2 separate regions of the Oryctolagus cuniculus genome follow, and region 1 is linked to region 2. A link is a contact called in public Micro-C data. All regions are on one chromosome and are shown on one strand. Each heading gives the region's core, a stretch centred on a gene start, on an enhancer-like site or on the middle of the called end of the contact. The rest is flanking DNA. Distances are from core to core; before and after follow the strand shown.

Region 1 (6,594 bases), core at 1,810-4,309, 270 kb before region 2:
TCAAATCAGCACTCTGATATGGGAAGCTGGCATTGCAAGCAGCAGCTTACCCCACTGCTGGCATTCTACAATGCTGGGCACTAGATGCTCATTTCAGGTAGATAAACAATTTTGCTCACACCGTTGTCATATATGTCATTGCTACTTTGGTGGATGTGTTTCAGGACTCGAGAGTTCCAGTGATTTATGCGACTAACTTCTAGGCTGGTTCTACCTTTAACAGCTGAAGGAACATGTTTGGAGAGACCAGTGACTTGCCCAAGATTCCACAGCTGGTAAGCACAGCTGGGATTTGAATCCAGGTCTGGTGTTTTTTGTTTTGTTTTGTTTTTAATAATTTATTTGAAAGGCAAAGAGGCACACACAGATACACAGAGAAAGACACAGAGAGAGAGACCTTCTATCTATCTAATGGTTCACTCCCCAAAATGACTGTAACAACCAGGGATACACTAGGCCAAAGCCAGGAGTCAGGAACTCAGTCTGGGTCTCCGCGTGGCAGATAGGGATTTAAGTACATGAGCCATCATCTGCTGCCATCCTAAGGTGTGCACTAGCAGGAAGCAGATCAGAAGCAGAGTAGCTGGCACACAAGCTGGGTACTCCAGAATGGGATGTGGACATCCCACGTGGTATCTTCACTGCTGCACCAAATGCCTGCCCCATGACTGCTAACTCCTACACTGCACTGGTCCCTTATGAGAAGGGGTAGGACAGTTCCTGACAATGCCAAATCCACTGCTTCGGTTGTCCGGAGTGGAAAAAGGAGCCCAAATCCCCACCTTTTGGGCCCGCACTCACCGGAGCAGCGTGTCCTTGCCCAGACTCATGCACAGCTGGTTGCAGGAGACAACGAGGCTGGTGATCCGCTCGGAAGGGGTGAAGTCGATGCGCTGCTTCGTGAAGATGGGCACCTCCTTCTCCAGCTGCGCGTTCACATACCCTGCGGGTGAGGGGCGAACAGCACATCAGCTCCGGAAGACACAGGAAGGGCAAGGAGCGGCGAGAAAGCAAACAAAGGACACTAGCGGTGCCCCTCGACTTTTGTGGCACATTCCCATCCCCAGGGCCTTCGCCAGCATGAGTGTGACATCAGGACATTTGCTGGTCACCTCTGCCTTGAAGGTCTCTTCCCATACTTTTTAAAAAGTTTATATTTTCATTTTATTTATAAGTCAGACATACTGAGAGAGAGAATGAGAGAATATCTTCCATCTGCTGGCTCACTCCTCAAATGCAGCGACACCCAAGGCTGGGCCAGGCAGAAACCAGGAGCCTGGAACTCAATCCAGGTCTCCCACATGGGTGGCAGGGACCCAAGCACTTGACCCAGCGTGTGCAATAACAGGAAGCTGGGTAGGAAGCAAAGGAGCTAGGACTCGGGCCAGCACTTCCATATGGGATGCAGGCATCCCAAGTGAGACTTAACTGAGACAAACACTCGCCCCCTTCCCACACTGCTGACAGCATGGGAGGGTTGGTTCTTCGGCCCCTCGAGATGCATAATGCACCTGTTTCCAGTGTAACAGGGCAGGGAGGTTTGGACATTCTCCCTCTACAGTCTTTGGCCCAGCAATCCCTACTCAATGGAGGTAGTCAAGCTCCAGCCGTTCCCCTCCTTCTTGCTCATACGTGAAAAGACTATGGGGGCCTTTGGAAGAACGAGGCACAGGGAGCCACGGGGGATCCCTTCCACGAGGCACAGGGAGCCACTGGGGATCCCTTCCACGAGGCACAGGGAGCCACTGGGGATCCCTTCCACGAGGCACAGGGAGCCACTGGGGATCCATTCCACGAGACATAGGGAGCCACTGGGGATCCCTTCCACGAGGCACAGGGAGCCACTGGGGATCCCTTCCACGAGGCACAGGGAGCCACTGGGGATCCCTTCCACGAGACACAGGGAGCCACTGGGGATCCCTTCCAGGAGGCACAAGGAGCCACTGGAGATCCATTCCATGAGACATAGGGAGCCACTGGGGATCCCTTCCACGAGGCACAGGGAGCCACTGGGGAACCATCCCAATCAGCAGTGTTAAACCGCAGCTGCATTCTCTCTCGTCTTCACCCTCCGTCGTTCAAAAGATCCCAGCACCCTGCCAACTCTGCACCTCTTTCTACAAAATCTCCCTTAAACTCTGTGCTGCACCCAGCTCTAGCCAAAAAGACTGCATTTCTGCTTTTCTCTGTTCTGTGACAAAGCTCCCTCGGGGAATCCCTCCGTCCCTTACAGCACCCCCTTTACCAGCTTCTCTGCCCATTCTCTCCCTCCCACCTCCAGAAGGGGCCTGGGGAATGTTCTCCAGAAAGGCACAGAATCAGACATCAGGAGAAGCCTGGGCCGCGTTCTCAGTTCACCCAACAGCTTAACGGCGGCCTCCTCGGCAGGAACTTCCTTATCTCAGGCCCAGTTCCCTCTTTAAAAGGACTCCAGTGGTAAGGCCTAGAGCACGCGGCTGCGGCTGCTCCACTTTTCAAACTTCGGCTCTCCACCAGCGGGGGGCCGCGAGAGCCTGCAGAGACTCAGGGGTCTGGGTCCGGAATGCACATCCCGGAGGCGAATCGGAGCTCTTGAAGCCGCGCTCCCCGCGGGTCCCCCGCAGGTGCTAGGAGAGCAGAACGGCGGCCTCCTCTTCCTTACCCGAGTGGGGAATGCCCACGCTGGGGCAGCCGGGCTGCAAGACGGCCGAGCGGGACAACGAGTCCTCGTACTCATCCAGGATGGTAGCCATGGTGCCCGGCCTCTGGGCCTTTCGTCCAGGGTCCGGGGATCGCCACAAGGCTCCCCGCAGGGATCCCCGTCGCCCCGGATGGAAAGCTGCGCCTCCCCAGCTTCTGACAGATCCTGGGAACCTGGCGCCGCCTCCTCCCTTTAAAATCCAGAGGATCTCACTCTCGCCTATAGGGCGAGAAGGTCGGGGAGCCCTCCCCTTTGAATCTGATGCAGTTTTGCACCCTGCTCGTGACCCTGAAGGATCACAGGCTTGCTTTAATCGATCGCTGGCGATCAACCTCGCCCCGGCAGCTCAGCTGACTCCGGCTCCGCGACGCGCGCCTATAACGTCACTTCCGGGTTCTCAGCGCCCCAGGTCTGCGCGCGCAGAACATCGCGGCGTCCTCCGCTGCGCGGTACGGCGCGGTCTCCTGGGGCTGGGGGCCGGCGGGACGGTAGTCGGCTCTCCAGGGGCAGCCGGCCGGCGCAGAGCCTGGGATCTCAGCCCGGGGGTGAGCCCTGCACGCCTCCGTTCGGGAGCGGAGCCTAGAAGAGGTCCGGCCCTGCCTTGCCCTCCGTGCCCCGCTGCAGTCCCAGGCTTCGACACTAGGAGGCAATGCCGGCCTTCTCAGCCCCCTCTCCGACCTGTCCGGAGCCGGACTCCAGCTTTCATGCCCAGGCTTCCCTCCCTGACCAGCTCCTGCCCCCTCCTCTCTAAACTGCCGGCTCCCTGGGCCCCGCTCCGGCTCCTCAGTGTAGTCGCTGTCTCGGCCTCACCTTCATAGACATAGACTGAGCAGTCCTGGCCTCCCTTTTGCCACCGGAAAGTGGCAGGACTGGTGGCCTGGCCAGCCAGAAGGCACGTCCTGTCCCCACAGGGGCTCCTTGGTGTGAGGGTGGCGCAAGACGAAGTCAGGGAAGACGAAACAGCCCAGGGCCGCGTGGCCGCATCCATATACCCGCTGGCCACAGGGGTGTTGGGCACTTGCTCCGCGCCAGACCTTGGGCTGGGCGCTGGGGTCACAGACGTGAATGCGGCATCTTCAGGGCTGGGATGGGAGGGGGCGGGTACTCCTCAAGTAAATACTGGGAAAGCGACTCATGAGTTTCTTCAGAAGGTCGCTCGGTCCACAAGGGAGTGTCCATGCTGTGCCAGGTACTGTATGGGCTCCGGGGACATGGCGGAGAACAAAATGGATAAAGGTCTCTGCTTTATAGGGAATGTACTCAGTGATCCAGCCACAGCGCTGGGGAGCAGCAAGGACTAGGAAACCAATACCTCCGGAGTAGTAGGAGTGAGGGACAAGGAGGTGGGGGTAGGGGATGGGGAGTGGAGGGAGCCGCCCAGACTAAGGCATTGAGGGGTCCTTAACCGCGGGACTGTGGGGGCTCAGGTGCACTAACGCTGTTTCCCTCTTCTGCCTTCTAGGCACCCGGATGGAGTTTGTTCCCTGTTGGATGTATGCACTTGACTTTGTTAAGGTGGAAAGCTCTCGGCCAGGGTCACTGCGTAACTACTAAGACTGGCCCTTCACTCTCCAAAGCACTCAGGTTTGCTCTGTGCTTTAGGTGGTGACACTACTCTTGTCCACCTTCCCTGCCTGACCCTCATCGGCCACCACTGAGCTAGTGACAGGTTATGTTGTCCAGGGGCACCTGCCTCTCCCACCCAAACCTGCAGTCCCAATGCTGCTTTCCCACCTGAGGGTGTCATGTTGGCTGGCCGGTAGGCCAGAGGTTTCCGCCCAGGGAAGTTTCTGTCCTGCTGCAAGGAAAGAGCCCCACCCCCGAGCACCTGCTGTGTGCCCTCAGGCCTAGGCTGTGCAGAGAGAGGGGTGTCCGGCCTGCTGGGAGCTCAGGAGCAGCTGGAGGATTCAGAATACCTCCAGCACCTCCTCACTGTCCTCAGCGACTGCCCGCTTCCTGGGATGTGTGGGGTGAGGTCTAGGTGGGACAGTAGTCCGCCTCCACACCCGCATTCTTCAGTCCTTAGACTGGACTTTGGAGCACCAGAGGTCCGCCTCCTTCTCTCTGCCCACCCATCCACTTGCTGAGATTCTGCACAGCTAATGCTCTCAGCCTCAGTTTCCTCCTCTACAGGGACAGTTACTGTAGCACCTAACTAGTAAGGCTGTGTTGAGGAGAAAATGAGGTGATCCACATGAAAACGCATCTCTGTAGCATAACATTCAGCAAAGCACATGTGCTCAAGAAACTAAATATGGCCTGAGCCTTTTACATAATGTTCATTTATTTTCTTCTAATTTAAAGAGAGAGAGATCCTCCATCCTCTGGTTTACTCCCCAAATGCTGGGAATAGCCAGAGCTAGGCCAGGCTGAAGCCAGGTGTCAGGAACTCCATCTGGGTCTCCTAAGGGGTGCAGGGACCCAAGCACTTGAGCCATCTTCTGCTGCCTCCCAGGGTGCATTAAAAAGAAGCTGGATGGAGAGTGGAGCAGCCAGGACTCGAACCAGCACTCTGATATCCCAAATAGCAGCTTAGCACACTGCGCCACAGCACACACTCCTTACTGTAGTCTGACAGTTTCAAGTCCACCTCCGTGAAGCCGGCCTGGACCCCTCAGTACTGCTATAGCTTTGCTTGTCCTGGCTTCTTTGGGGCAGCTGGTTATGTAGGGTGGCACTTTCCTTTGTTACCACAGAAGCTGCTTGTCGGGAAGAGCCCAGACCTTCCTGAGCACGGTGTGCAGCGGTGCCTTCAGGATCTCACAGCCGGAGGCGCACATTCGCCAGCCCCGCAGCTCTCAGACCGCCGTGGCAGTCGTCACGGTGCTGGGCCCGAGTGAGGGTGGATTTGTGTATGAAAACGCATGAGTTTGAGCTAAGACTTGAAGTGCGTGTGTTATCTCCAAGGGCGAAAAATGAAAGATGATAAGCAGCCCCCGAGAAAGCTGGAGCGCTGGACCGTCGAGGGCTGGGGAAGGGGGACGGGCTGTGGCCTGCTGGGAAAGCTGCTGGCTGGGGATGAGATCATCTGATGTGGGTTCTAGAAAGAAGGGCGGTGGCTTGGGTGGAGTTCACCTTGGAGAGGATGACACCTGAGGCAGAGGCAGGGCAGTGAGGAGCCGACAGCAGAGAGTCAGCTGGGAACAAGGGGAGGACATTTCTGAGTCAGGGGTCCCTGAACTGAGTGTCAAGTCTGGTGTGGGGGTGAAAGCAGAATGCAGAGTGACTGCCAGGAGACCTGACAGCAGGTGGCAGTGACAAGGAGCTGGTGGGGCAGAGCTCAAAGGCTTGTGCTCAGCCTGACAGTGGCACTGAGACCCTTGTAGGGCACTTCTTGGGGAAGCCGCAGCCCCCTGGGTGAACTCTTCCAGGGAGTTGCTAGCCCACTAATGTTTAGACGCTTGCGAGAAGGCACTCTCCTGTGTCTCGGTTTCCACATGGGTAAAATGAAAAAAATCCATCTTTTTAAAAAAGGATTTATTTATTTGAAAGAGTTATAGAGAGGGATGAAGGGGAGGGGAATCTTCCATCCATTGGTTCACTCTCCAGATGGCCATAACGTCCAGGGCTGGGCCAGCCGGAGCCAGGAGCCAGGAGCTTCATCTGGTCTCCCATGTGGATGGTGGGGGTCTAAACACTTGGACCATCTGCTGCTGCTTTTTCCCAGCCATTAGCAGGGAGCTGGATTGAAAGTGGAGCTGCCAGGGCACAAACTGGCACCCATATGGGACCTGCTATGCCACAACAGCGGCTCCAAGAAAAATCCGTCTTATAGTCCCATGAGTATAGTAGTGTGTTATGTGAATCACTCAACTCTGTGTCTGTACCTAGAAAATGCTCAAAACAAGTTTACTCTTAGTAGTCATTTTTGACTGAATTAAAGCCAGACCTAAAGGAATGATTTTATAGGTTTA
Region 2 (6,817 bases), core at 2,782-5,281:
TCTTTTCCTAAAACGACCTCCATCACACAAACAAAAAAAGCAGATAAATACAGTATAAGAAAGGAAAGATCACATGCCAATCTCCCTTCATAACTTGAAAATCCTAAATAAAATATTAGTAAAAGGAACCTGGCAATTTGTAAAAAGGATACAATATCATGGCCATGTTTGTCCTAACGCAGAAATGCAAAATTGGTTTAACATTAGAAAATGAACCTTGCAGGCTAGCACTGTGGTTCAGTAGGTAAAAGCCCTGGCCTGAAATCCGGGGATCCCATATGGCCGCAGGTTCTAGTCCTAGCTGCTCCTCTTCCAATCCAGCTCTCTGTTATGGCCTGGGAAAGCAGTAAAAGATGGCCCAAATGCTTGGGCCCCTGCACCCATGTGGGAGATCCGGAAGAAGCTCCTGGCTCCTGGCTTCAGATCAGCGCAGAACTGCCACTGCGGCCATCTCTGGAGTGAACCAGCGGACAGAAGACCTCTCTCTGGAGTGAACCAGCGGACAGAAGACCTCTCTGTCTGTCTCTGCCTCTCTTTCAAATAAATAAAATAAATCTTAAAAAAAAAAAAAAAAAAAAAAGAAAAGAAAAGAAAATGAACCTTGCAATTCATCATACTGAAACATTACAGGTGAAAAATCATATGATCATCTCAGTAGTTGAACAAGCAGCTCAACCAGGGCAAGCCTTTGGTACAGTGGCTTAAAGTAACTGCTTGAGACAACTGCATCCTATATCAAAGTCCCTGGTTCAGGTCTCAGCTACCCCATTTCTGATCTAGCTTCCTGCCAATGCACATCCTGGAAGGTAGCAATTGATGGCACAAGTGCTTGGGCCCCTGCCAGCCTTGTGAGAGACCCAGAGGGAGTTCTAGGCTCCTGGCTTCAGGTTGGCCCAGCATTAGCAGCATTTGGAGAGGTTATATAATAAACCAAAACTAAATAAATTTTAAAAATTTAAGAAAGGTTGATTAACTTTAACATCCTTTCCATCTTCTTTTAACCCAACAGAGTGCCAATCCATATGGGAGACTGATGGAATTCCAGGCTCACAGCTTCAGCCAGCTGAGCAATTTGGGAAGTGAACCAATGGACGGAAGATATCTCTCTCTCTCTCTCTCTCTCTCTCTCTCTCTCTCTCTGTCACTTTGCTTTTCAATTAAGTAAATCCTTAAAAAACAAATAAATAGGCTGGCACTATGGCTCACTTGGCTAATCCTCTGCCTGTGGCGCCAGCACTCCAGGTTCTAGTCCCAGTTGGGGCAGCAGGTACTAGTCCTGGTTGCTCCTCTTCCAGTCCAGCTCTCTGCTGTGGCCCGGGAAGGCAGTGGAGGATGGCCCAAGTGCTTGGGCCCTGCACCCCCATGGGAGACCAGGAGGAAGCACCTGGCTCCTGGCTTCAGATCGGCGCAGCGCCTGCTGTAGTGGCCATTAGGGGAGTGAACCAACGGAAGGAAGATCTCTCTGTCTCTCTCTCTCTCACTGTCTAATTCTGCCTGTCAATAAATAAATAAATAAAACCAAACAAAGTAGGAACAGAAGGTAAATTAACAGTAACTATCTAAAAAACAAATAGCAAGAGCTACCATTGTGACACAGCTGTCTACGACATGTACATCCTATATGAGTATCAGTTTGAGGCCTGGCTGCTCTGCTTTGGATCCAGTTTCCTGCTAACGTGCATGGGAAGGCAGCAGAGGACAGCCGAAGTGCTTGGGCACCCTGCCACGGATCTTGGTGACCAGCAGTAAGTTCCTGGCTCCTGCCTTCAGTCTGGCTCAGCCTGGACTGTTGTGGCATTTGGGGAGTAACCCAGTAGATGGGAACTCTTTCTGTCTTTACCCTTATCTATCATTCTGCCCTTCAAATAAATAAGTCTAAAAAAACAAAAAGCAAATTATGTATTATCAACATGATACAGATAATGAAGGGCGCAGCGTACAATCTGATTCCAAGGTTTGAGAAGTTATACAGTGTTCAACAGATATACATATCCAATTAGTAACTGTGATTACTTAAGAAAATAAATTTGTATTCTTCAATTTGTGCATTTTTTTTCAATGGCTATTAAGTTGTTAGGACATAAATACTGAATAAGCTTTTTGGCACCAACTACTTAATAAATGGAACTAGTAGGTATTTCTTCTGACCTAATGGTGTCATAGATCAAGAAATTCTGGAAATTTCTAGTCTAAATAATCCCTTGTCACTGAGCCAAATTAGCTCTTAAACTAAAAGCAGTTCTCATATTTAACAGGTTTATAAAACAAAACAAACCACAATAAAACAAGAGTATGTGACAAGGACCATGCTAGTAACCAATGCAGCCAGCGAAGCCAGTTGTATTTATTACACAAATTTGGCTCCTTTGCCTATACCACCAACATCTAAACTTAATATTTTTCACTATCCAGTGGTACAGATGCTAGACCTGTGTTAACATAGTAGTTATTTAAATTCTAATTAATTGAAACAAAATTTATAATTTAGTTCCTGGTCACAACAGCCATGTTTCAAGTGCTCAACAGTCACATGTGGCTAATGGACACTGTTGGATGAGGATATAAAACATTACCATTACCGTGGAAAGTTCTACCATCAAGACCCAGAGTGTCTTCTACTGTGTCTGATTTGGCATCAAACATATATCATTAATACTACCACCTCCAGCATTTTTACTCAGCTTACATGTGTTTCTCATCTCATAAATATGAACTGTACTACTCTGAACTCCATCTTTAATTCCCCAAATCCTACATTAACTTCTCCCTTCCATAAACCATCGCTCCAAGTTCCACTCCAAATGCCACTTCCCCAAGAAGCCTTGTTACACTAATTATTGCCCCTTCTACGGTTAGGGGCTGCTCCCAGCCCTAGTGCAAGACAAGGAGGAACCCAACACTGGGCTCAGGAACGCGACTGTTCCAATTTAACGGAAGTAAGAACCTCAATCTTAGTACCTACAGTCAGCCTCTGCTTTGGTCTTCCATCACATCCTTTATCACGCCCAAGACACTTAGCTTTAAAATCCCAATGGGCACCTGCCCCCGGCTCCTTCACAACTCCGTTATTTAAAATGAACAGCAAGAAAGGGTGCCTTAACCCTTAGTTTGAATAATGGATAGTCAGATTTTTAAAAACTAATTTGTGGCACAGCAATCTTGACTTTGGTCACGTTACACTCGCAAAACACCTAAAAGTCCGTTATGCGCTGCCAGCACTCGCATTAAAAACACTGTAGATAAAGAACTTAAACCCTACTTATTGCTGTCACTTCATTAAAGCCAAGAAAAGCTTAAGCCAGAAGCAGACACAGTCGTGGGCTGCCCCGGGGAGGGCGGCGGGGGTGAGGAAGAGTCCGCGAACCCCGCGCGGGTCGGCGCGGACGTCGGGGGAGCCGCCGAGCGGACACCAGGGCCGGCCCGAAGGCCCCCGCGGTGGGTGGGAAAGTGCTAGGAAAGTAGGAGGTGGCACAAAATGCAGGCCGAGGCGAAGAAGCGAAGCGCCCAGCGCCCGCGGTGGAGACGTCGGATCCACGCCCGACGCTCTCGGCGGCTGCCCAGCCGAAGGAGCGTCCCCACCTCCCGCCGCGGGGCCTTCAGAGCTCTCAAACAAAACCCCAAACCCAAACCCAGAACGAAAAGGTCATCCTGCTTACCCTCCGCGGCCCACCTGCTGGACTTGTTTGGGGTCCGCGCGCTCCTCAGAAAGGACGTCACCTCACAACGCCCAGACAGGCTGAGTGAGCTATTCAAATCTAACCGCCTAGCTGATGCGCATGCGCAATGCCGCTCAGCGCGTCGCTCCGCCCCTTAGACGCCGGCCCAACCCCTCTGCAAAGACTGCTTTGATCAAACTTCTTTCTTTCCCAGCCTCAGAATAGATTTTATTTTCTTCAAGTTTATCTCATCCTCTACGAAACTAAATTTTCTCTTCCTCAGTGCAGATCCCGCACATCATGGGAGCGGCCATCTTCTTTCGATTACTCGCGACAGAAAAAAACGGACCTTGGCTTCCGTACAAAATGGCGGCTTCCATAACTTTACGTCACATCCCCCTGGTGTTACTCCCTATAGCTAGCAGGAAGAGGTAGGCTTCTGGGACGAGGTGGCCGAGTGGTTAAGGCGATGGACTGCTAATCCATTGTGCTCTGCACGCGTGGGTTCGAATCCCATCCTCGTCGAAAGCGGATTTTTTTTTTTGCTTCCGATTTTTTAATTGATGAATGTAATTGTAGAGTTACAATTAATGTAGAATATTCTGTTCGTAAGTTACTAGTGATACTGTTACAGTGTCCTGTTTTAAATAGTTGAAATACGGCTTTTGGAGATTTCAGTATCTGCTATTGAAAATGGAAGGACAGAGACTTTCAGGGATTCCCGTGCTGGATTTCATTTGCCTTTATATAAACAACAGCGAATGGAATTCCACGGTTGTTACCCACGTATTTATTTATAAGTTAAATAAATTATTAATAGTCTAATAAATATGAAAACAAATAAAATAAAATACAAAGAAAAGCAATGATATGAGAAGAGATCCATCAGCCTCCGCAGCGTGCCACAGGGGCCACAGCAGAGGTCAAGGGGCCTTTCAGAGTCACCAAGGAGATAGCAATGTTTTCCTTGAACTAGGACCTGCTCTCTCTCCACAACACCTGTGCAGACGTCAGCCCTACTTCTTTCGATGGAGCAGGCTTCTGCCCTCCCCTCCTTACTTCCCACCTTGGCATTGTCTGGCTGGATCTCGTGCAGCCTTGCGTTCTGCAGCTCCCTGTTCCATTTCCCTCATACATTCTGGTCCTTTGCACCCTTCCTAAATGCTCCTGCAGCCGTCTGGATGTTCTCTAGCCCTGGCCAGGCTGGATTTAAGTTGCCCGTCAGTGCTGCCACCTCTCTAGCAACCGGAAGGACTGCATCACTTTCCCGAGTTTTGTCAGCTTCTTCCAAGGATGACTTCTTTTGGAAAATCCATAAGGTGTATCAGTGTGACCAGTCAAGGGTGGGTGGATCATTTACACAAAGGAAACTCATCAGCTGAAGACGTTTGGAAATAAAACTCACTGGAAGTATCTGAAGAAAAAGAAATTGTGAGTTGGGAGCTCATTTTTCTATTCCTCAGATCTTTGCCTGCCTTCACTTTGAGTTTCTTTTATATGAAATAACAGTAAGACTTGCTATGATAGTTCTATTTGTCTCCTATTCTATAAAAACTGTGCTTCTTTTCCCTGTTTCTAAGACAGTAAAGTAATCAACAGCATTGCCAGGTCACTTGAAAGATGAGAAAGATGGGGTGTACTTGAATCAGTGATGGGAAAAAGGCAGTGAGAGAGTTAGCGGCGCCATCTAGTGGAGCAGCTGCACAAGCCGGACTCGTACAAGACTGGTCTATAGGAAGGTCTCTACTTCGGAAATTCATCAGCAAAGTATAGCTCAAAGAAACTGTTCTCAACACCAGAATTTTCCCTTACAAGTACAATTCTGAACTATTACAAGATCCACGCACATGCACTCTTGAAAGACTACAAGAAATAATTGTTGCACAAATACGTAACCAAGATTTTCCAGCTCTCTTACTACTGGACTGACAGGAGATAGATCTTCATTCTCTAGGTCCAGCTTCAGAAAGATCCATTCTCTCTCTCTGAAAAATGAGGTTCTCTGGGAAGCAGCGTCCAGTGTTAGTGTTCAGTGGAGAATGGTCTGCAGCCGGGCAGACCACTGTGTGCTAGAGCCTTTGTAGGACATGGCTCTGAAGGAGAATGTTGTTGCTGTTGTGCCTACGATGTATTTATTAACTCTCTTAAGAAAATCCAGACCCTCGGCCCCAAGGCTTGCAAAGACTGGATTTGAGAGGCAGGCAATGATGGAAATGAGTCCAGTCTGCTCCCTACCTTCAGGAAGTGTGGTCCCACTGGGTAACCATCCCGAGGAAAACAGCTATGACCAGACCAGGAGATGTTCACAAGAATCCAAGCATTTTTTTTTTAAGTCTGCAACAGCAACCCAAAACATTTGCTCAAATCATTCCCTGAACCACATGCTATGATATGAAAACATCCACCTTGCTATAACAGCTTCTTCAAATGCTCACTGAGCTGAAAACTACATAACTTTATCATATTGAAGATCGGTAGAGCAGAAAACTGATATCCAGTTTATAGTAGCCTTGCTTAGGAATGAATGAACACCAATAGTGCAGGGGGAACAGGGACTAACACTTGATGGCATATCCTACAGTGAGGTAGCCACGGGCAGTTAGCAAACCACCAGTTACTCCAGTCCTTCTCATTGCATTAAGGTCTCAGATGCTCTCATTTTTCCACGAGAAACCTTGGGAATGGAAATAAAACCGAGCCAAACCCCGCTTCAATGGGGTGAAGCTGAGGGAGCCCTTAAGTCAATAAAGCTCCGAGACGGTGATCACCGACTCCATGCAGTTCTAAATGGAAGCGGTCATCCTCCTTCAGATTGTGAACCCACGCGGTAGTTTTTCACACTTCTCTTTGGGACAGTAAAGAAATAAAGGGTCAGTGGCTTGGAGCACTTTTGATTCTTTGAGATTCTGACTTTCTCAAACACGCGTATCTGAGAGTTTGCACTTATGTTTATTAATTCTAGATCAAAAGCACCATGCATTCTGAACTATGACAGCATACCATAGAACTATAGTGGATTATTAAAAAAGACCTAGTCACCTAAATTGCCCGCTTTCTGTTGATAGCCAATAACAGCTATGGAATTAAAATTCTGAGTAACTCTTGAGTAATACAGAAACGACATCTGAGAAAAAAATTGTTTTGTCTTTTTGGTCTAGCTA

What was found. A called contact is a pair of places that touch in the nucleus more often than the background predicts.
Region 1: a Micro-C map of ear pinna shows a contact between it and region 2, with 10 times the contacts expected there. The contact joins the promoter of VPS18 here to the promoter of KNL1 in region 2. A contact is called at or near these places in 3 of 6 Hi-C or Micro-C datasets (ear pinna, psoas muscle and an unstated tissue).

What each region holds. Positions count from the first base shown.
Region 1 is chr12:64,027,949-64,034,542 of mOryCun1.1, reverse strand. It overlaps VPS18 (VPS18 core subunit of CORVET and HOPS complexes), which reads right to left and starts at 3,059. Exons shown (of 5, transcript XM_002717973.5): 1 at 2,642-3,059; 2 at 802-943. The coding sequence starts at 2,732.
Region 2 is chr12:63,756,752-63,763,568 of mOryCun1.1, reverse strand. It overlaps KNL1 (kinetochore scaffold 1), which reads right to left and starts at 4,031. Exons shown (of 26, transcript XM_008269188.4): 1 at 3,657-4,031. It overlaps TRNAS-GCU (transfer RNA serine (anticodon GCU)), which reads left to right and starts at 4,100; the gene lies at 4,100-4,181.